Regions from separate parts of the Mus musculus genome. Here all the other regions are linked to region 1. Evidence: chromatin contacts called from public HiChIP or PLAC-seq data. All regions are on one chromosome and are shown on one strand. Each heading gives the region's core, a stretch centred on a gene start, on an enhancer-like site or on the middle of the called end of the contact. The rest is flanking DNA. Distances are from core to core; before and after follow the strand shown. Region 1 has its middle 38 kb from the start of Gm33819. Region 2 has its middle 67 kb from the start of Gm5150. Region 3 has its middle 98 kb from the start of Slc7a12. Region 4 holds the start of Ythdf3 (YTH N6-methyladenosine RNA binding protein 3).

The links. HiChIP or PLAC-seq counts read pairs in DNA pulled down with a chosen protein or histone mark.
Region 2: a contact with region 1 is called in an SMC1A HiChIP or PLAC-seq map of large pre-B cells, with 5 times the contacts expected there. The contact joins two enhancer-like sites. A contact is called at or near these places in 1 of 15 datasets of contacts at CTCF or cohesin (large pre-B cells), 2 of 484 Hi-C or Micro-C datasets (the C10 cell line and bone marrow-derived macrophages) and 1 of 115 datasets of contacts at active chromatin or transcription factors (embryonic stem cells).
Region 3: a CTCF HiChIP or PLAC-seq map of large pre-B cells shows a contact between it and region 1, with 8 times the contacts expected there. The contact joins two enhancer-like sites. A contact is called at or near these places in 4 of 15 datasets of contacts at CTCF or cohesin (the NIH/3T3 cell line, embryonic stem cells, large pre-B cells and 1 more), 12 of 484 Hi-C or Micro-C datasets (cerebral cortex, differentiating embryonic stem cells, embryonic fibroblasts and 4 more) and 2 of 115 datasets of contacts at active chromatin or transcription factors (embryonic stem cells and large pre-B cells).
Region 4: an H3K4me3 HiChIP or PLAC-seq map of the 230-238 cell line shows a contact between it and region 1, with 6 times the contacts expected there. The contact joins the promoter of Ythdf3 here to the enhancer-like site in region 1. A contact is called at or near these places in 2 of 39 promoter capture datasets (the C10 cell line and liver) and 5 of 115 datasets of contacts at active chromatin or transcription factors (the 230-238 cell line, astrocytes, bone marrow-derived macrophages and 2 more).

The regions. Positions count from the first base shown.
Region 1 is chr3:15,192,681-15,198,519 of GRCm38.p6, reverse strand. No RefSeq gene overlaps it. Among named protein-coding and RNA genes, the nearest start is that of Gm33819, 38 kb to the right of the region's middle. Within about 2 kb of position 2,144, at least 18 of the 459 cell types and tissues checked have an H3K27ac peak or open chromatin away from gene starts, as enhancers often do. A contact at or near this core is called in liver, where this site is marked.
Region 2 is chr3:16,070,399-16,075,964 of GRCm38.p6, reverse strand. No RefSeq gene overlaps it. Among named protein-coding and RNA genes, the nearest start is that of Gm5150, 67 kb to the right of the region's middle. Within about 2 kb of position 3,599, at least 8 of the 459 cell types and tissues checked have an H3K27ac peak or open chromatin away from gene starts, as enhancers often do.
Region 3 is chr3:14,379,550-14,385,318 of GRCm38.p6, reverse strand. No RefSeq gene overlaps it. Among named protein-coding and RNA genes, the nearest start is that of Slc7a12, 98 kb to the left of the region's middle. Within about 2 kb of position 3,393, at least 32 of the 459 cell types and tissues checked have an H3K27ac peak or open chromatin away from gene starts, as enhancers often do.
Region 4 is chr3:16,179,722-16,185,463 of GRCm38.p6, reverse strand. Ythdf3 (YTH N6-methyladenosine RNA binding protein 3) reads right to left here and starts at 2,299. Exons shown (of 5, transcript NM_001145919.2): 1 at 1,944-2,299; 2 at 1,518-1,542. The coding sequence starts at 1,967.

The sequences.
Region 1 (5,839 bases), core at 895-3,394:
CACAATTTGACGGGTCTTTACTTTAAAACTTGTCCCTTTGCCTGCCTTTAATTCCTGTATGCTGTGACTCAGGCTGCAGCTACCTGAATATTTGAGGAGTATTGATATCTTATGAGACCAATGTTCAGTTTCCAATAGACTAGACACTAATGTTTTATTAGCATTCTTAGGCCACGGCGAAAGCATCTTGCTTGCCTTTACAAGGAGCGCTTGGCTTCTGCTCCTACTTCCTCTTTTCTTGTAAAGTTGGAAGAGAAGGGTAATTTTGCCTTCCACCAGGCTATACAGCTTTGCCTTTGAGTCCTTTTTGTAGTCTATTGCAATACATACTTACTAGATTCCACTCTCTGAGGTCCTTGGAAACATTTTTCTCTTGGTTCAATATGTAAGAACTCTGTGAGGCCATATATTTAGATAGTGTATCACAGGTTTTCGCTTCCTACATCCAAATAATATGCCTGATGAAGAGCATATAGGCCAAATTGCTGGGAATGTTAACTGTTAAAAACAACAACAATAGCAAAAAATCACCTGGCCTTTCTAAGTTGGAGGAAAAGGTTTTGCAACGTTTGCATCACTGCGTGCTTATGGAAGAGAAGATTTGCTGTGTAGGGAAGGCCTGGTGGGATAGCAAGCTGTGGCTGAGAGAACACGACAATGTCCTGCTCTGTCTCACTCTCTGCTTTGATGAGGATGTGCCAGATGAGCAACAGCAGAGGTTCAGGGTCCTCTGCTTGAGTGGTCAGGTAGGATTCAGTCCTGCTGCGAATCACTGCATATTGTTATTGACAAGCTTCCATCTGAAGACTCATGATGAAGCACAGCCTTGGAGCTCTCTGTGAGCTTACCATGGGGCCAGCATCAAAGGAAGGTTCATTTACAAATGCTTGTCACTGTGAATGCGCAGATAAACAGAATGTACCCTGTTCTAGTCTCTGGTTTTTTTTTTTTTTCCTTTTAAATTTTCTATTAATCTCCTATACCATCTGTATACTGCATTTGCTCAAAGGAGCTGTCTTTTGTCTGAAAAGCACTTTATATTTCAAATATGAGTGTATTCAAAACACAGGTTTGTTTTGAAAAATTTAACAAAGTTTAATTACATGCCTTGTTCTACATTAATAATGATCTGCATGAAGATCATCACATAGTGATTCATTTGATACACTTGAACTGTTTATTTTTTGTTTGTGTTTTTGTGTGTGTCTGTGATATGTATACATGTCTGTCCGTGTGTGAATCTATGTGTCTGGTTGAGTGTGCAAACCTCTGCACATGCATGTGGAGGTAACAGAAGTCTTCTTGCTCACTGCTATATTGTTAATTGACCAGTATCTCGCAGTGACCCCAGACCTTGCTATTGCAGTTACTCTTGTTAGTCAGCTTGCTTCAGTGACCCTTGTCTCTGCTGAAGGAGTGGTGGAATTACAGCAAAGCCTCCATGCCCTCCTGGCATTTAGGTAGGTGCCGGAGAACCCTCCACTTGCTTGGGCAGTAAACCCTTTTCTTTACTATTGAGCCATCTCCCCAGTTCTGGGATAATCTGAATTTCTTTTTTAGTTTCATTCTCAAAATGGAAATTTATATTATACATAACTACTTACTCCAACAAGAATAACCTTATACTATTTTTACTTCATATGAATGACAAATTTCTTGGCAGATAACTTCATTCTTTTTTAATGCTTTTTTTTACAACAAAAAAACATAAATTGGTCATTTCTTGTTTTACATAGTTTAAAAACATATATACGTATATATCTTTTTCTTAATTTCTGAGGCTTAACTTTTTAAGGCTAAATGAATATCCCCTTCAGAGCCACACCTATATTAAGAGTGATTTTTGTAGAAATATCATCTTTCAGAAATGAGAAGGTATCAACTACTGCAGGTTGGTGAGTATGGGAAGGCAGGTACATGCTGGACACAGACACATGGCTATAGTTCCTACTGAATACTAAGACTCCTCAGTGGCTCCCTAGGTTAAGATTGCTTCTAAACAGAGTATCACTGGCCATGGCTCTTCTGTTTCTCTTTCCTTTGATGTTCAAAAGAAATCTGAGTGTGAAATCTGAGCTGTTTATGAGGCATGTTGCACAGCTCACATGTCTATAAAATAAAAATACTACTTACTCCTTGTGAAAATGAAACCAAAAGAACTTTGTGTGCAGTGTCTGGTACAACAAGCAAACTATGCTAACATTCCCAACAGATGCTCAAAGGTCACACAGGCTTCTTTCAAGCTACTCTCTGGGTACAGGATTATGTTGAGCAAGAAGTTATTGTGAATCCATGTGATGGTGTACAGAACACAGCTGGGTTGATCTGGGTTGTCAGATTGCTAGCTGAAAACTGTCTCTTCTTGGCGAGGATGGATCCAAGAACAATAAAAACCTTCATTTGAAGAATTGCTATCTCTAACATATTACAAGCTTGTTTTCCTCCATCTGCCCTAGCTGGATCCTTAACTGGACTCACATACATGTGACATATACATCTAACAGGATTCTCATTGTTCAGACAGAGCTAGCTTCTGACCAAATGGCCCAAAGTAGCCTTCAGTGCTGGCTAATTCTTTTTACTCATTTGTTTTGTGCATTTGTGTGTCTGCTTCTCTTCACCAGACTGTAAGTTTCCAGAGAGCAGGAACGTTTATGCCTTTTTGCTGGATCTCCACAGGTCACACACCTACATATATTTAGTGCAAAACAGCATTAAAAATATTTGTTGAGTGTACATTTGAATGGCAGGCCATGTTTGACACAATGCAAACACCTACAAGACAGTCATCAAGTTATTACCATTACCAGTGACCTACTTATCTGAGGTTATGAAGCAGACGTTCAATAACATTCTTCGATAAATTAAAGAGCAAAAATCTTATTTAACATGTAGTTGAGAATAGTCTCAATCAATGAGTCTGTGGTTTAGGAAATGTTTACCAACTCTAACTCCAGGGTAAGGCAAAATACAGTGGTTAGAAGGCATAAGAATTCCCATATCCAGTAGTCAGGAGTTATACAACTACATGCTCCCCTGAAACATGTGTGGCATCCCTCAGGACACTGGAATTTAAGTAATCTCTCCTTCCATCCATCAAATCTACTCTTCTTTCTTGAAAAGACTTGCTCAATGTGTATTGCTTCTAAGAATGATGGATGTATGTTTCTCAAGAATCCAGAAACACAAAATTAATTCCAACATATTTTTGTATCACTCTCTGTTTTTCAGGGTCCAGAGAAGGAGCAGTGAACTGGAACATGTCTGGTAAGCAGAAGACTATAAACAATAGTTCTGTGATTGATGCAAGAATGAGCCAACAGACATTTCAAAATCAAAAGTGAAGCCAGCAAAAATTACATCTTCCAGCACCTGCTTTGTGTCCCTGTCTCCCCAGGACGTGCTATACATGGTAGCTGAATCACTATCATGGTAGCTGATCCATGCCCATGCTATCTCTGAGACAAACCAAAGGAGGGTACAAATTCTACTTGGAACAGACAACCATAGTTAGTGGTAGGCCTAAGCTAATATTGAAACAATTTCTGCTCCTTTTCATTGGCTTGATGGACTATGAGGGTTACACATTTCACACATGTTTCATAATAATCAATATGCCTAATACTTATTTTATGATTATTTGTCAAGGACTTGTAATTTGTGGTTTCTGAAAATAAATAAATAAGAGAGTGTCACAGGAAGCCAGATTAGAAATCTTAGAAAATTTTACCAAAGTCATTTTCAGCTAGAATATGAGATTCAGAAACTGGCCTTCCCCTTGACATAGAGAGTCAATTTGGTAAACATGGTTGGTCAATAAAGGTGTAAAATTATGATGGTATAATGTTTTAGAAAAGTGGTATATCTCATCAAGTATCCTCTTCAAGGGAAAGAGCTTGCTCAGCTCACATCTCCAGACTGATCCTTCTCGTTTCCACATGTTGCCACCAGATGGCGAGGCAGTTATGCAAAAGCAATCTGTTCATGAGTGCGTCCAAGAAGAAATGACAGCAGTGGGAACTGCAATTCAGTTGAAAGCGGTCACGGCACTTGCTCACTGATGAAGACGGCCTTGCTCGTTTTGTCTTTCCTTTTTTTAGAGTAAAAACTGATGGCTACCTATCCAAATCAGAGACAATTTGAGCAATAAAGTCTCAGAAAGCTTTTTTTTTAAATCAGAAACTCTATCATTCATAATTGGATTTTTAAAACAACACCAAAGATCAAGTATTAATAACCAACCCCTGCACCCTCTAATTGTTACTCGTTTTCTCTACCCCCTAAAATCTGCAAATAGTTAATTCTTCCTAATTTCCTTCAACTAATCTGTAGTAATCATATAGTTTTAAATTGTCACTTACTACCTTCTGGCTATCATCTGATTAACTAATCTCAAGATATTCGAAAATTCAGAGAAGTTCTATGAACCAATAAAATTCAAAACCATCACATTGACAAAACCAAAGAGTGACTAAGAAACTGTCATGTCCTAGAGAAATCCATAAAGACATAATATCTAAATGGATTGTGATATCCCAGATAGAATTCCAAAGCAGAAAAGGATATTATATAAAAATGATAAAGGATGAAATGAACAGAATACTAATGTAATTCATATTGGTTTATTAATGAATAAAAGAACAAAGGTATGTGCATCTATAGAAATTAAAACAAAGCAGAGAAGGAGAAAGAGAGAGATAGAAACAGAGACAGAGAGACAGAGAGAAGAAAAGAAACAAAAATAAAAGTTCAGTCCATAAAACTAAACAATTCCTGGAAATTCCATGAAAATAAAATTTGAAAAATCAGTAATTTGAGAACCTGAATTTCTCCTACAAAATAAATTTGTATGCCTCAAGACTCTTTGCAAGCCTCACTCTGTGAAACCCAAATAAAATAAGAAGAACATTAAGTCTATGGCACAGTGCCTTATTTGGTGTTAAAGACGTAGGCTGAGGCTCTGTCTTTACTAGCAATAGGGTCTGGAAATACTGTCTTTGCCAAGGGTATAAGAAGGGCAAAACTATGCAGAGAACCTTGGTGACAACTATAGTAGGTATTATGCAAGACAGGCCAAAATCTCTCTCTCTCTCTCTCTCTCTCTCTCTCTCTCTCTCTCTCTCTCTCTCTCTCTCTCTCTCTCTCTCTCTCGGGAGCTTTTAAGAAGTGGCCATCTAAGTGATACAGACTAAGGGTGGGGTATAAAGGCTAGTGAGTATAAATAAACAGGCCATCTATTTCTCTGAAGTTGCCCAATGTATATAGTCACTACCATTTTATGTTCAGCAGCTTCAGAGATCTGCTAGAACCTCTCACTATTTGGGTAATTGTTGCTCTCATTACATCAAGAAATAGGACAAGAAACAGCCTAACCCCAAATTATGCTGAATTATGGTACAGGACATAGTGCATATTCCCTATAAATGTTTAAGACACATTAATAAATGCTATGATCCTAACTCATTTCCATGAAAAGTTTTATTCTTAAAAGGAACACATTCTTAATTAGAAATATAAAGACTACATGAAGCTTAATTGCTTTCTTGATATCAAATTAGAAGACTTCATGTCCAAGGCAATGAGGAATAGATATGACTGACTACTTTGAAACAGTTTTCCAGTTTTTGTTTGTTTACTTTTATCTAAAGTTTCGTAATTGAGAGTAGTTTAGTGTCAGATACCATGACATCACAGCTGAAAGGAAAGGAGAGTCTTTGGATGTTCTTTCAGGTCATTTTTAGTTTTGTTTGTTTGTTTGTTTGTTTGTTTGTTTGTTTTCTAGTCTTAACTCTTCAAGAAATACACTTAATCTATAAATGCAAAGAAACATCCCAGGAGT
Region 2 (5,566 bases), core at 2,350-4,849, 880 kb before region 1:
TTCCTTCCTTCCTTCCTTCCTTCCTTCTTTCCTTCCTTCCTCTCTTTCTCTAGGCAATTGAAACTGTAAATTTGTTCATGGCACTGATTTTAATGTGTGACAGGAGTTGTGTAATGTGTTTATGTTTTCATTTACTTTTTGGTGTCTCTGTCTCTGTCTGTCTGTCTGTCTGTCTGTCTGTCTCTCTTTCTCTTTCTATCCCTGAAATTCAGTGTGATGAAATGCTAATCCATTAATTTCTCCTTTCTTCCTCTTTGTCACATTCCCCACTTGTGTGTGTGTGTGTGTATGTGTGTATCTGCATATGCCCATACTTAGTGCCCAAAAGATGCTTCCTTATTTATTTCTTTAACCTGGGGTTGTTTGGGATCTGGGCTACTCCACACTTTCTGAAAACAACAATAACAACAACAACAACAACAACAACAACACACACACACACACACACACACACACACACACACACACACACCACAAGTTTGTGGTATGTGTCAGAAAGGAGCCTTAGAACCATTGGAATCTGTACAGTAGAGCACATATCCCACGTGTGTAGGGCTCATCCTCCAATCCACATATTTGTGGTGTATTTGTGGGTGTGTGTGTGGGGTGTGTTTGTGGGTGTGTATTCCTCCTCTTTTCAACTCTTGAGTTCTGAGATTACAGGCATGGGCCAGCACTATAGGACTAATTAGTTTTTTGAGCTGGGCAGTGGTGGCGCACGCCTTTAATCCCAGCACCTGGGAGGCAGAGGCAGGCAGATTTCTGAGTTCAAGGCCAGCCTGGTCTAAAGAGTGAGTTCCAGAACAGCCAGGGCTATACTGAGAAACCCTGTCTCGGAAAAAAAAAAAAGTTCTTTGAAGTTCCAAGACATTAATTATATTTCCAATTATGTTTTCTTTTTTTTTTTCTACATTTCTGACTAAGTCTGCCTGGAATTCAGAAAATTTTCAAGGAAGCTTAATTAAATTTATCTTCTATTATGCATTTTAATTAAAAATAACAATAAGAATTAAAATGATTGATTTTTCTGGCATTAAAAAAAAAGTAGACCAAAGCAGAAAGAAAACATGGCTGAGGATCTTATGAGGCTTCTGGCTTGTCTTGAGTGTCTCCTCAAAATTCTGTACAAATAAGCTGGGTTTAATTAAGTTCTGGTCCTCTAGAGTGTGTGCCTCTTCAAAATTCTGTACCTAAACTAGGTTAAAGTATTGATCCTCTAGACGCCTCTATTCAGAGACCTACCTGGAAAAGTAAGTCACATGGCTGCTCCCACCTTGATGAGGTCGATGTGCAATCAAGTGACAGAACTAGGAATTAGAAACAAACAAACATGCAAACACAAAAACTAGCCGGAAGAGAGTACAACAGAGGTGCATACACACACACACACACACACACACACACACACACACACACACACTGCATAACTTGAATTTGAACTAAAGGTACAATAAAGTAACTGAAAATGAAACTAAAAATAGACAGGCCAAAAAAAACCCAAAAAACAAAAAACAAAAAAAACAAAGAAAACAAAAAACAAAACAAACAAACAAACAAACAAACAAAACAACCCTTCCCTGTGGTTAAAGAAATGAGGTGTGGCCATACAAGCTTTTTTTTTTTTTTAAGATTTATTTATTATTACTCATAAGTACACTGTAGCTGTCTTCAGACACACCAGAAGAGGGCATCAGATCTCATTATAGGCAGTTGTGAGCTACCATGTGGTTTCTGGGATTTGAACTCAGAACCTTTGGAAGAGCAGTCAGTGTTCTTACCTGCTGAGCCATCTTGCCAGCCATATAAGCTTTTAATCCCATCCACTGATCAGGAGGGAGACAGAGGCAGATAGAATGCAGTGGATTCGAGTCAAATCTGATCAAGATAATGATTTCCTGGGCTGTGTTAAAAGACCCCTGTGCCAACTAAATAGATGAATAGAAAACAACCAAATAAGTATAATTATTAACTTGGAATAAAACAAACAAACAAAATACAAAAGGCACTGCTGGGTGCCTGGGTTATGGTAGAGGAATGAGCCAGGGCTAATGTGTCCCAAACTCTGGACTCAATACTGTGTACTGCATAAACATGGTATCCTCAGCACTCAGGAACTGGAAATAAGCAGATAATGTGGCTGATGAGCTGGGGTGGTATGGGAGAGAAGCAACTTCCATGATGTTTTCCAAAGTTGGCCATTTTCAGCTTTGTGAGGAAATTCCTTGCTAATGTATCTTTTACTTTCTTCAGTTTTTTTATTTCACTTTTTTTTTTTTTTCTGAGATAGGGTTTCTCTGTGTAGCCCTGGCTGTCCTGGAACTCACTCTGTAGACAATGCTGGCCACGAACTCAGAAATCCGCCTGCCTCTGCCTCCCAAGTGCTGGGATTAAAGGCGTGCGCCACCATGCCCGGCCTTTATTTCACTTTTTAATAATTTAATTTAATTTTATCTGCTAGCTAGCAAGGCTTATAGATTGTTCCAACTCCCGTACCCTTTGGGAGCCTGTCACAGTCTCACTGCCATTCTCAGGTCTTCTTTCTGAGTGCTGCTCTGAGTCTATCAAAATTATTTTAAAGGTATTTAACTTCTCGTCCTCGTCCTCCTCGTCCTCCTCTCCTTAACCTCGACTTTATATTATGAGGCAGGGCAAGGAGGGAGATAAAAGAGAGGGAGAGATGCTTGACTGGCTCTCTTTAGCTATCTTCCCAATGTGGCTACATGCTCTATTTTTTAACCACCCTAAAGGAAACCCATTTTCCACTAATAAACCCCAACCACATCTGCAAAGTTATTGATACTTCCTTGACCATTCTTTTTCCCCCTCTCTTTTTTTTCTGCCCCTTAGCCTATGAGTTGATCTAGCATGCTCTCATACCCCAGGGGTGTCCCTGCTGAGCTCTGTACTGCATAAACTCAGTAACTCCATCACTCAGGAGCTGAAAATAAGTAGATAGGGTGGTGGTCAGGTCGGGCTGCTTCCATGCTGCTTTCTCAAAGTTGTCCATTTCAGCTTTCTGAGGAAGTCTCATATTTAAGTTTTTAATTATTTCATTTTATTTGTTAGACTCCTCTATTCTTTGGTGGGAAGATATAAATGTAAAATGCTGTTGTTATTGTTGTTGCTGCTGCTGCTGTAGCATTTCTGGTTGTCCTGAATCAATGCTCAGAAATTACAACTGCCCTGTTCTACATAGCCAGTGCAAGGGTGGGTAGGTTGCTGTAGAGAGATCGGTCGTTTCAAGAAAGAAAGAAACAAAGAAAGAAGGAAAGAAAGAAAGAAAGAAAGAAAGAAAGAAAGAAAGAAAGAAAGAAAGGAAGGAAAGAAGGAAGGAAGAAAGAAAGAAAGAAAGAAACAAAGAAACAAAGAAAGAAAGAAAAGGAAGGAAGAAAGAAAGAAAGGGAACAAATAAAAACTCTGGGAGTGCGTGTAGTATGATTCCCATTGGTTAACCTTAAATGCCTCTTGTTGCCTGAGGGTCCTGGTCCCCTGTGAGGTACCTTCCTGTGACCTTGCACGCTGCCCTTGCCACCTCTGGGTCTGTTTCTGCTGTGTTGTTCCATCTTCCTGCCCACAGCCATATCTTCCCATCTGATCAACCTATTGCTATTAGGGCATGGCCGGGCATGTCTAGTCTCCTGTTAACTCCAGTTGGTGTGATCTTCCCATACCCACTCCTGGTCTTCCGACTCCGCCTGGGGGGGGGGGGTCCATTTCCTGACGTCCCACCTCCCTGACATGAGTTGGGAGCCTGCTGTGGACCTGCCCACCAGTAAGCCCTTTCGCACCCTTCGATGTGGTTCTTTACCGTGGCCAATAGGCATGGTGTGTCACAGCTGGAGCATGTCCTTCTTGTGGCAGAACAATGGGTTACTTTCGGTTTCAGTTGATGACCTTCTTGGCTTGGCCACCGCCGTCACTCACCCATCCCATACCTCCCCTCCGGTTGTGGTGGAGAATCATTGTTCCCATGGGTGACCTTAGTTGGTTGCTTCTCTTTTCTCCAACTGATGGGCGTGAAGTAAAAAAATCATATAAACCGAAAACCACATAAGCGTGAAGTTTCCTCAAAAAGCTGAAAAGCGAGGACTTTGGAAGGCAGCATGGAAACAGCTTCTCTCCCAGACCACTGCTTATCTGCTTATTTTCAGCTCCTGAGTGTTGGGGTAACCTAGTTTATGAAGTACAGAGTCTGGAGCCCGGAGCTTGGGACACTCTAGCCCAGGGTTCTCCCCTCCTTCACAAACTGGACACACAGCACTGACTACCATTGTTTGTTAGTTTTATCCTAAGTTAATAATTATACTTATTCGAGTTCTTTCTATTCATTTACTTATTTGGGACAGGGGTCTCTCTACATATGCCTGGAAGTCACTATGTAGATGAGACCTGCCTCCAATCCACAGCATTCTACTTGCCTTTGTCTTCTTCCTGAGTGACGGGATTAAAGACATTTATGGCCACACCTGGTTTCCTTATTTATTTAACCCAAAGAAGCTATTTCTCTGTCACTCACTTTTTAAATTTCTTTTTATGTTATGGTGTTGTATGTTTAATTCAAATTCAAATTTGTGTGTGTCTCTGTGTGTGTTGGTGTGTGCACGCCTGCACCTCACACTCTCCCTGAATGGTTTGTGGTTTCATGTTTGCTTGTTTCTAATTCCTTCTTCTGTCACTTGATTGCACATCCATCTCATTAGCATGGAAGATGCCATCAGTATGGCAGCTATCTTGGCTGCTGACCTCACCAAAATGGAGGCACCCATGTGACCCATTTTTCCTAGTCTCTAGAGGACCTCAACTTAGTTAAACCCAGTTTGCATGTGCAGAAGTGTGAGGAAGTACAGAAAACAAGCCAGCAACCTCATAACATTCTCAGCTGTGTTTTCTGTCTGCTTTTGCCTAATTTTTTAAACCCAGATGAATTGATCATTTTAATTCTCTTGCTATTTTTAATTAAAATGTATAATAAAACATAAACACAATTAATCATCCTCAAAGTCCTTTTGATTACCACACAAACTGATATAAAATAGATAAAAATAAATATGAACATGATTATAATTAATTGTCCTGGACTGCTAAGAAACTTTCTAGTTAGTCCTAGTTTTAGATAACTGTTGTTCCAGACTAAAGCAGTCTACACAATGACATCCATGACAGCAAGGATCACATGAAGAGACTCTGTCTTGAATAAATTAAATGAGGAATGAAGCAAGTATATATATATATATATATATATATATATATATATATATATATATATATATATGCCAATCATGTTTCACTCATTTAATCTCAGTAGAGGCAGAGGGATTTCTGTAAGTTGAAGACCAGCCAGGTCTACATACTGGTTCTTAGAAACACACAGACAGATCCTAACTTAAAAAGAATAATGATAATAATAACCGAATGATAAATAAATAACAGCAAAGTAAATAAGTATAAACATGAATATAATTGACTTGGACTTAATCAAACAAAGAAACAAGGGATAGCAATGCTGGGAATCTGGCTTAGAGCCTAGGGTGCCTGATACTTTGTTGGACTCCAACCAAAACTGGGC
Region 3 (5,769 bases), core at 2,144-4,643, 810 kb after region 1:
GGGAAAATAGAAGGACTAGAGGGAGGGGAAATGTAGCCAGGATGAACTGTATGAGGCAAAATCTATTTTCAACAAAAGAGAAAAAGTAACAATCAAAAGAAGAAAAAAGATTTTTCATTATTTGTTCCTCAGCAGGTGATTGTTGTTAGAAAAGCTATTATGTTTGTACATTTGCTATTTTCACATTTTATTTGTCCTTAGATAGTTTAAAACAATGTATTTTTGATCACAATGTATTTGATCACACCTAGTTCTTCTGATTCTTCCCAGGTCCCTTTTCACAATTTTTGCTGTTCATATACTCTTGGATGTCTGGCCATTACTGGAAAGTGAGCCACTCTCCAGGGGCTGTACCCTGAATGAGCCATAGCTCACCTGTATATTACTCATAGCTCATACTGTGTATTACTTGTTACAGTGAATTTAGTGGGGGATTTGATGATTTTAAAATGGAAAGAATAAGGCAAAATTTTTAAAAGGTTTACTTATTTTATATATGTGAGTACACTGTCTCTCTCTTTAGACACACCAGAAGAGCGCATTGGATCCCATTACAGTTGGTTGTGAGCCACCATGTGGCTGCTGGGAATTGAACACGGGGTCTCTGGAAGAGCAGTCAGTGCTTTTAACCACTGTGAAATTTTATATCATGAATATTTAATATACCAAATATAATAGTGATGCATCATTATTATAAAAATTACATAAAGTTTGAAAAAAGATTAAAGGAGATGATTAAATTAGTTTGTGTATTTGTGTTGAAGTTCAGCATCATTTGTATAATTGCTAGTACCAGGAAGATAACATGTTCAGGTGAATAGTAAGAATATATTCGAAACATTTGAAAGTGGACCACAAGACAGGTTCCCGGAGAGCTGTCACCGTGTGCCTCCTAGCAGCTGCCAGAATGCCAAACTGGGAGGAAGCAAGAAGTGTATGGTTTGCCAGAAGACAGTCTACTTTGCTGAGGAGGTCCAGTGAGAGGGCAACAGCTTCCATAAATCCTGTTTTCTGTGCATGATTTGCAAGAAGAATCTGGACAGCACCACTGTGGCAGTGCACGGCAAAGAGAGCTATTTCAAGTCATGTTACAGCAAGAAGTAAGAGCCAAAAAACTAAGGCAACAGGAGGGGCACAGGCACTCTGAGCACGGACAAGGATGAGTGTCTGGGCATCAAGCCACAGGAAGCTCCCGGGTACAGGCCCACCACCAACCCAGAGGCATCCAAGTTTGATGTAACCATACAGTCTATGATGCAGAGAAGGTGATTGCTGCTGAGAAGTCCTGACTTAAGTCCTGCTTCCGATGTGCCAAATGTGGCAAAAGCCTTCTGTCAACCCTGGCAGACAAGGATGGTGAGATCTACTGCAAAGGATGCTATGCCAAACACTTTGGGTCCTTGGTCCACTCAGAGTGAGACTGCTGTGGCCTGTGCATATTGCCTACTCCTGAGCTTTTAATCAGCAGTCCATTCCCAGAAGCCTTGGACACCTCCAAGATTCTTTCTCACTCAGCCCTCCTGCACATCATTAATGACTTGGGTTTGGGTATCTGGCTTCTTTTGGTTTAGGGGTCTGCCTGAACTCCTTCCCCACTAAGGGCTTCCTCCTGCCTGGCATTTGATACCATTACCTTTAGGAGACATCTGTCTAGTCACCCCTTTCCAGAGACCAGGTCCCTCACTCCACACCTCACCCCCATCGACCTCTGTTTCTAGGCTGAATGTCCACCCTCTATTGGCCAGGACACCTGAGCCCATGCCATTGGAGCCCAGTAGAGCAAACCAGCAGTGTAGGCAGGAAAAGCTGGGTTTATTGGGCTAGAAAAGGTTGTGGTTTATTGGCTTCCAGAGAGTTTCCTCTGGGTAGGAGTCTGAGATTCTTGGTGCATCTCAGTCTGAGAAGTCCCCATGAGAGGCAGGGAGGTGCAGATAGAATTGTGGGGCCATCAGAAAGAGCTCTTTCTCTGGCGTCTTGCCTTTGAGTGTGGAAATAGTGAATTTTTTTTTTCATTTAGGAATGGAGAGCAACCCATGTCAGAGTACCCCAAAGTCTAGAGTTTGCCTGACCTCCTTAGGCATCAAGTTCCCTCTTTGATGGGCAAGGAAGATCCTAATGAATTCCTGAACAAGCATTTACATTTATCAGTCATCCAGATCTTGGATTAGTCAATTCTGGGTCTAACCTTGGGTCGGGTAGCTGGGATGGACACTTTTTGATGCAGCATAGCCCAGGGTAGAGCTGTGTTCTAGCCACTCCTGAGGGTTCCTCTGAACCCCACGTCCTCATTCCTCTCCAGCGCAGACACAGACCCTTCTCCTATCACCCCATCTTTCTCTAGTAACCTTCATTATCTTGCCCAGCCCATCCAGGCCCCAAGGTAAGGAGCAGAGGGGAGAAGGGGAAGGGCTGGGCCTTGATGCTCCCCAAGACGGAAGGGACAAGGCTGTACATCGATTCTCTGCAAGGGCTGTAGGCATGGGCTGTTGAAGCTGATTTATCATCTGATCAATAAAGCAATTTAGAACTGAACTCTTTCCTCATCTGTCTGTGGGGGTCCTAGGGACCCAGGGAGCCAGGGCTGGATTTGGCAAGGCCTAGTTGAAATGAACCAAAGGCAATCACTCTGGAGTTTTCTAAGGTCTGTTTACTTTGTGGTATTGGTTCTAAGGAAACCAAATGATCAAAGGCCACCACCTTCCCCTATTTGCCCTCCACCCCATCTCAGGATGCGGGGATTTTGTGGACTTGGCTTTTGAAAGGCTCAGTTATGTCCTGACAATGTACTCAGCACTTCAGCTTTTGCAAAGCCCCTTGTAAAGAGAAATTCAGCTAGAGGACTTTTTGTATCAACTCCAGAGATCTCACTTCTTGGAAGTGTGTGTGTGTGTGTGTGTGTGTGTGTGTGTGTGTGTGTGTGTGTGTGTGTGTGTATGGTGGGGAGAGGCAGCTAGCCATCTGCTTTTCTGCTAGGGCCTCACAACCAGCTGTACGGAAGAGCAGGCTTGGAAAATAGGCTTGTCTGAAGGGTTGTAGTGTTGTTCATCTTAGGTACACCTACTGTACCCAGAGCTATGCTGTGTCAATCCATGAAAATGCGCCCTCACTGAGTTTTTCAAAACAGTGAGTGGAATTTAACCAATAGGTTTTATGCTTTTATTAGCCAGAGGATCAGGCCAGCAATGCTCCAACATTGGACCTACAACACCTGCCCAACAGCTGGAGATCAAAGAGTGTTAGCCCTAAGTGGCCCTGACAATTCTCAAACATGGCTCAAGACCTACAGGAAATTCTCAGGGAGGTTTGTGCGCAGAGGACAATGGTTTATTCCATAAACACAAATGGATCCTCCTACCTGGACGGGACACACAGAATACCATGATCCAAAGGTGGAGACAGGCTGCCCTCTGCTGGCTGCGGAGGCCCAGCACAGTACCATCAGGCCAGCCCTAGTACTCTGTCTCACTTTTCCCCATTGACCTTCTCACAATCACGCAGTGCAGAAGGGACTTCACACATCATTTATTTATACACAGTGAAGCTCGGGTACCAGCAGATGGCCGTAATTGCGTAGGGCGTGGGGAGCCACAGAGATTTGCAGGCGTCGAGTTTGCTCTGTACGGATCGACACCAGGTGGCGCTGTGGGGTCAAGGCCAAAGGCAGCCACTCCGTTTTTCTTTTTCTTTTTTAAATTTCATGTTATTTTTGTTAGCTACTCCCGTTCTGCTGTGGGTGTTGATGACCCAGTGCTTCCGCGAGCACATCTAATGTCCCCGGAAAGAGGTGTGCTCTAACACTGACCTGTGGCATACCAAAGCACAAGAATGACCCAAAGGAGAGAAACTGACAGAGTCCCCCTTTTTTTCCATTTAAGGGCGACCTGGACATGGTCCAGGATGCCCGTAGGGGAAAGAATGGCATAAAGGACTCCCAGTTGCATGAGTGTCCTGGCCGTTTAGGTGTGGTGGAAGAAAGCTGCCTGTTCTGATGGAAGTCGTGGCTCCATCAGTCTTCCTTCAAGACCACAAGTCTGGGTCATCTAAAAGGGTGGCTTCCATGGGACATCAGTCTTCAGAGATGAGGGAGAATGTGTTTGGAGATTAAGGCAGGAAGAACGTGAGTTCAAAGCCAATCTTGCTACAGAATAACCTTGCTACAAAAATGTGTGTGTGTGTGTGTGTGTGTGTGTGTGTGTTGCTATTAGATGTTTAAGTAATCCCCAAATCAAGAGTACATACTTTGTGAAGCTACAGTCCCCAACATCCTTAGGCCCTGGTAAGGGTGGGGGTAGTTTGAGAAATAGAACACAGACCCTTGGGAACCAGTCATTGGATGGTTCTAACTCCCTTCCTCCAGTCCCTGGTCCTGCCTTCAAACACACACACACACACACACACACACACACACACACACACACACACACACACCTGTTACTAAAACCATTGCAGGGTGTGGAGGGATGCTTTTAAAATAGATCCCAGATCCACCCTATAGATTCTGATCAGGTCGGGATGGGACATGGGAAACTATTTGAAAAGTGCTTGCCTGAGATGATGCTCATACTGGAGCCCTTGGAGTCTATGCCAGCTTTGCCAGCCTTGCCAGTTGGTCTTACAGCAAGGGAGCCCTTCCCTCTGCAGCTCACTTGCCTTAGGACTAATGGTTACAGGAACTTCTGGAGCTGTTTGTAACCAGTTGTTATGAGTAGAGAGGACTTATTTGAACTTTCTGTTTCTGTTCTCCAGAGTCCATGAGAACAGGTTTAGACTTCTCTCACCTAACATCTTGCAAAGCTTTGAAAACAGCTGTCCTCCAGTCTGACTGGGCTCGCTCCTCTTTAACCCCATCCCCACAGAGATACTTGAAGCCTTGAGGGTCCTTTTTATTAGTTGAAGAAGAAAGAGGAGTTTTCAGTGTAGCTCCTGGAAGAGCACTTAGCAGGCATGTGTGAGGCCTTGGATTCAATCCTCAGAAAAACTGCATTGAGGGGCACACCTAGGCACTTGAGGTACTTGGACATGTCAAGGCAGAACCATTCTAGGAAAGATCTATAGACTTCCTAGGGCTAGACTACCCTAATAGTGTCTCCTTCTTTTGGTTAGTTTGGAAACATAAATTTGTCATTTCTGGTTTATTCTGTATCACTGATAATTCAAAGACCATTGACCTTTTGAGACTGAATCATCTTATTTATGAACCACTAAACCAAAGCCAGGAACCAGGGAACAATTTGGGACACAGTTCAAGGTCAAATGGCAGAATAGGATCTGCATAGAACCTCCTGAACCAGGACATATCCCTATAATGTAGTACTGTCTATAGAGAAGCTGGCTTGCATTGAGAGGTAGAAGGGAGAGCAGAGAGCTAGGACTATAGTGACTGTCAATATTTATGAAGCCTAATTTGGATGCTGTCTTATCTAGTGCATGTGAAAGCCCTTGTAGTTGAGGGTGATACCCTATATTATAGAAGAGGAAAGTGAGAGTCAGTGCATTTTTAAATGACTTACACAAAGTCTCTGGCAAGTGGTGAAGCCAAGATTGGAAGCAGCTGTGTAGCTTTGGGTCCTCCTCCTCCCCTTTGTGTGTCAGGGCCTTGTTTGTGAAGTGAAATGTTGGCCTAAATTAGTCCTGGGGAAATACTTCCGAGGCTCTGATGTGCATATATATCTCCTGGGGAATCTTGTAAAACACACGATCTAGTTCAATAGCTTTGGGTGGAGCCTGAGCCAAGATATCTCTCACAAGCTCCCAGGAGAAGGTGGTGCT
Region 4 (5,742 bases), core at 1,050-3,549, 990 kb before region 1:
CTGTCTATTTGGTGATAAGTCTATCAGCAGAGCGGTCACTAGGCGACACCAAAATGAAGTGGTTGTTCTCAAGTAACCAAAACTGTGGTAATACAGAACTAGCTTATAATACCCATCTGCATGATCTATTTTGTTTTATCCAAAAGACCTTCACAGAAATCACTTACCTTAAAACAGGTAACATAAAACACAGCACTTCAAATAGCCTTGCAAAGTGCCATGGCTCTAGAATAAAATAGTTTATACTAGGCAATAATGACCAGAAATTTCAGTATGGTCAGATTAGTCAAAAAAGGAAAAGGAAAAAAGTCCTTTTAAACTTACAAATGTTTAATAACTAATTTTAAACTAACCTCTAATTCTGAAGTTTACAATTGTAACTAAAATAAACTGGAATTCTATGAATTAAAAATTCCTAGATGTTCATATGCTGAAATAAAACATTAATTAAAATAGTTTGTTAACTAACACACTACAATGTATCTGGCATATATAAACTCTTATATAAAATGTAGTGTGGCATGAAGAAAGTTATTCTGGACAGAGCACTATTATTTCTAATTAACCAGCCTTGGCACATAAAATCCCAGGAAAACCATTGAAAGCATCAATAGAAACAATAAATCTTCACCTAAAGGGCTATTACAGATCTTATTTTTTAAGTAGTACTTAGTTACTGGGGAACGGGGAAGAAAAAAAAAAGCAGGAAGTGTAATTGTATTTAGTGTCACTTCCGGCACTACAAAACGTTACAAATATATAGCTCATTGTAATGTTCTTTAATTGGCACCACCCCAAGAAAGGAGTTATTGTTCTACACTAATATCACATGTTAAGCCATGTTTCAATCAGCTGACTACTTTGTTCCACACGCATAAATACAAACTACATTTGTGTTTTAACTGCCTTACTTTTAGTGGTAGTTTTTAAATAGCAAATCATATAACACTAGCAATAACTGCACAAATAATTTCCTTCTCGGGCTTTTGTAAGAAACCAGATCGAGACACGCCTTCCAATCAGAGCGCTGCTGTAAGATTACATACTTGTTAGGAGTTCTATAGTGGTGTTGTCTCCTTGCAAGCAACTTCACTGATTCTATTCAGTGATTGGGGCATGATTTTCACCCAATGTGGCATAGAACGCCATGTGATTTGCCAAGTTTAAATGTAATCCCGAAATTTCAAACAGAATGCTGTTCACTTTAAAAACTTATCCAACTATACACAAATGTAGAAAAAAGTATGACCTAAGTTATGTAACAAACATAAATGGTAAACTGAAGAAATAACATTACGTTCATTGAAATACAACCAAGACAGCTGTTTCTTCTTAGTACTTCGGTTTCTACAAACCCAGGAGCTAAGTAAATGTTGTCTGTTAGCTGCGTTGGATGTTTTTCTATCCTTTATATTTAGAAAGAAGTGCAAAAACAAGAAAGAAACCGCTTACAGTTTTTTTTAAAAAAAAATCACATCAAGGGAACACCTAAGGGGAAAACAAACAAACAAACTCACCTTTATTTCCTTGCCCTTTAGGTCTCTGAAGCAAGACGACAGAGGTGGTAAAGAGGGGGAGGGGGAAGAAAAGTGCGTTAAACAGAGCCACTGCAAACAAGTTCTTCAGAACAATCCGCGTAGGTGTGAACCCCACCAGATCCTCCGCAACCTCTCCGCCCGGCCGCCTCCCGCCGCCTCTCCGCCTCGCCTCCGGCACCCGCCAGCTCCGGGCCCCGCGGCGGCCGCCGGGACCTCCGGGCCTGTGGTCACGGGCGCCGGCCGCAGACTCAGCCGCCCGCGCTCAGGCCGGCCTGGGCAGCAGCCCCGACAACCGGGACCCGCGGCGCCGTTACGGAGCTAGCGGCGGCTAGAGGAGCCGCGCCGCACGCGAGGGTGGAGCTCTGCAGCTCCGGCCTTCGCCGAGCCGGGGCCCTGCTCCCTCACCTGATCCACGCTAGTGGCTGACATTCTTCACCGTAACCCGAGAGGAACCGCCGCCGCCGCCGCCGCTGCCTGGGCCTCGCCGAGAGCACTCACAGCAGTCGACTACCGCCCTCGCGAAGCTCTGCTCCGGCCTCCGCCGCCGCCGCTCTCGCAGGCTCCAGGGAGAGGGCTCACGCTCGGGAGTCGCGGAAGGGGCCCGAGCTCGCCGCCTGCACACTGCTCGTCCCCGCTCGTCCTCCGATCCTCGGGCCCACAATGGCGGACAGGCGCCTCAGCCCCACTTCCGCTCCGGGCCGTCCTGACCTTCCGCTATCCAGTCTGACGTCCACGCACACCTCGCAGTTCCTCCCCCACTCCCGCCACGGCCTCGGGCTCCGCCCCCGCCGTGCACGTCATCGGAGAGGGGAGGGGGGCAGAGACCCGGAGGCGCAGCTGTACTTTAGACGCATGCGCGGTACCGTGAGCGTTGGGCTCGGGCGTTGTTAGCCTGGAGGCTACAGAAGCGGTCCAGCAGCGCCTGTCCGCTCAGCCACCACCGGGCGTGCGTGCGTGCGTGCGGGGTGCGGGAGCACGCTCTCAATGAATGCTTTCTAACTCTCTACTGGGATGGGGTTGGTTTTTATTGAATAAAATAGCCTTCGGAAAGAGAAACAGTTGCAAGACTGCTGCCCCTCCCGAAAAAAAGAAAATGTTAAAATGTCCCTAGAAACTGGTAATGTTACTTTCTTACCTGTTGGCAAAAACAAAGAAAGTCAGTCCAATTATAATTTTGGCATTTTTATTGAATTTCCTTCCCAAGTAAGATTTCTTTACAGGTGTGGTGTAGTGTGCATTCCTAACTAGCCAAATCCTTTTAAAACCTCCCAGTTTAAGTGCTAACCTATGAAGCAGGAAATTAGGAAAATCACAGTTTTCTATATGTAGTACCACAATATTTTAGAATCACTGTGTCAAGATTGCTTCTCATGCAAATCCTCAAAAGGCAATTTTAGGTGTGGTCAACCCAAATCCCTTTCTCTTGTGTTCCTTCTGTTCGGACCCTGAGCTGCAAATCAGTCCATTTCCCAAGGTCCCCCTTATTCTACATTGCTCTACCTAGCTCCCACTCCCAAAAACATTTTTGGTTTTCAAGGAGTTTGTCGGAAGAGGAATTGAGGCTGGAAAGTTGAAAGTGCATAGCGAAAACTAATAGAAAAGGCTTGCAGGCCTTGACTTTACTCCTATCTGAGAAGCATGGCTTTGGAATTCCACGAATCTCAGTTTGAATTCTTACCTAGCAATGATTAGTTTATAACCTTGGAGAAGTCTCTTAACCTAAACCTTGGCGTCATGAGTAAACTAAGGCCTGACATACATAATCAGCCACTTCTTGTTTCTTCACTGAGTGAGTCCCCGCATCAAAACTGTAACTCAGTGAGTACTCCTGAAATGTCAGGCAATATAATTGATTAAATAGTCACAGTATCTTGTGTGATAACTGCTGCTACAAAAATTGAAGGCTGGGTGAGGGAGCACATACCTTTAAACTCAGCACTTGAGGGTGGATCTCTGTGAGTTTGAGGCTAGCCTGATCTATATGAGTTCCAGGACAGCCAAGGCTACGTTTCAAAAATTAAAAATTTTTTAAAACCTCATTCTGTAGCCGAGGCTGTCCTCGAACTCAGAAATCAGCCTGCCTCAGCCTCCGAGTGCTGGGATTAAAGGTATGCGCCACCACTGCCTGGCTCCAAAGTAAGTTTAAGAAATAGTCCAAGGCCAGCAAAATGGCTGGGCAGATAAGGGCACTTACACCAAAAACTGACAACATGAGTTCTATACCTGGAACCCACGTGATAGGAGAGAACCACTCCTGAAAATGTTTTTCCGATCCCCGTGTGTGTGCCCCTGGGATCACCTCTAGAACACTCCATCAGTGCCGCAGAGGTGGCTGTTCTCCTTCCAGCCATCATCACAACCCCACCACACTAAAAGGAAAGAGAAAAGAGCGGGGCAGGCAGGGAGAGCAGAGTGCTCTCTCCGGATATTTCATAGCAATTTTATTTCCCACACCTGTCTACCTCCTACTAACTACAACATTGTTCTCTGAAAATTCTTGGTTGCAAGGGAACTGAAACATGTATTGTGAAATATATGTTCAACTGAGGATCAAGAATGTTACCACCCAGGAAGAATAATAGATGACAACAGAGACATAATAAGTAATGACCTGTGTGTAAAACTCTTTCCCAAATTCACTCTGCTAGCTAGTACTATTTAAATTTTTCTTTGAAACTTTTTCCAGTATTTATACTAAGATTTTTAAGATTCTGTATTACCTTCAAGTAACAGTAGATGAGCCAAGCACAGATAGTTTATAGGACTGAATGATGCATTTTAAATGTAAGATATCTAAATACTGTATATAGTAAGGTAAAACTAATAGTTAACAGAATTGAATACAGAGAAATACTTTTTAAAGTGTTGTTTTGAAATAGGCCTCTTTCCCAAGCATTCTTGTAGTTATTGAAAGGAAATTTATAAAGGCAAGAAAAAGGCAGAAGAAATCATGTAGCCTTGTGTTTCCTTTAAATGGTGTCTCTCAAGTGTGATTCTTGTCTCTTGGGAAAACTACAGCTTTTCCCTAGAACTTGTTATAAAAGCAGACTCTAGACATTGGCTAAATTTACTAAATTAAAACTTATCAAGTTTGAAACAAGGTATATATTTTTAGAAAGAAAAAAGCATGTTTATTTTAAAGTAATTTTAGATTTACAGAAATGTTACAAAGATGTTACCCAGAGTTCCTGCACGTCTCTTGCTCATCTTCCCCTAATGTTCTTGTCTTACACAACTACCCTACAATAAAAGCAATGAGGAACTTGCCTGCAAGTTGATGGACTCCAGTTCCACACTGCTGAAACTTCCCTACTTTTCACACTCGTGTTCCTTTTCTGTTTCAGAATACCATGTTACACTTCAATTTCATGTTTCCTTTGTAAGGTCCACAAAAATCACTGAAGGAAGACCCCAGACCCAGATAGTATGCAAATACAAAGAGTTTATTCTTCAGAAACATCTAGCATGCAAGGGTTACCATTGTTTCCAAATATCAATACCCACAGAGACATTGGAGTTCCTTTTATAAACATGACTGCTTAGTTGCTTCTGAGATAACAGCAGACTTCTAAAACTTAGGGCATATTCCAGGAGGTTACAGAAACCATTAACCCAAGGTCATAAAGAAGATATATACCACAGGACCCCAAGTCCAAAAAGAGGAGATAAGATATTGACTAGTTTGTCTAAACAAAACTTTAAGGACAGCTTAGCTATAGTCTTAAACTTTTCTATGACTCTTTAAGAAAGTAACAAATGGTCAAAGTGAAGCCAGATAATTGTTCCTAGTGTATATGCATGTAAGCATTCTCTGTTATAACCTCTTATTCAATTTATGACTGAATTTATGGGCAGAACTGTAGTTTTTTTCATCATGTGAATGCATGCTCTTTGAGTCTTACAAGCACTGAGAACAAAGGGCAGAGATAAGTCCCCTTCTCCTGAGAGTTAAACTTAGAGAAGCACAGTTCCCGCCTTTACCTAGCCTTCCAAGGTGTCACTTTGAGGTGCTAACTGGAGCCAGCCTTAAAGCAATTCAGTCAGGGGGATGAGCTGCCGACCTGCAGAAGCAGAGTACCTTTCACCCAGGATAGACTGCAAATGGTCCATGGCCTAGTCTCTAAATGGGATATGAAAAATGAACTCGACACCTATACCTTGTGAAATTCATCCATTGTTACATCCAAAAGTGCCCACTGAGACC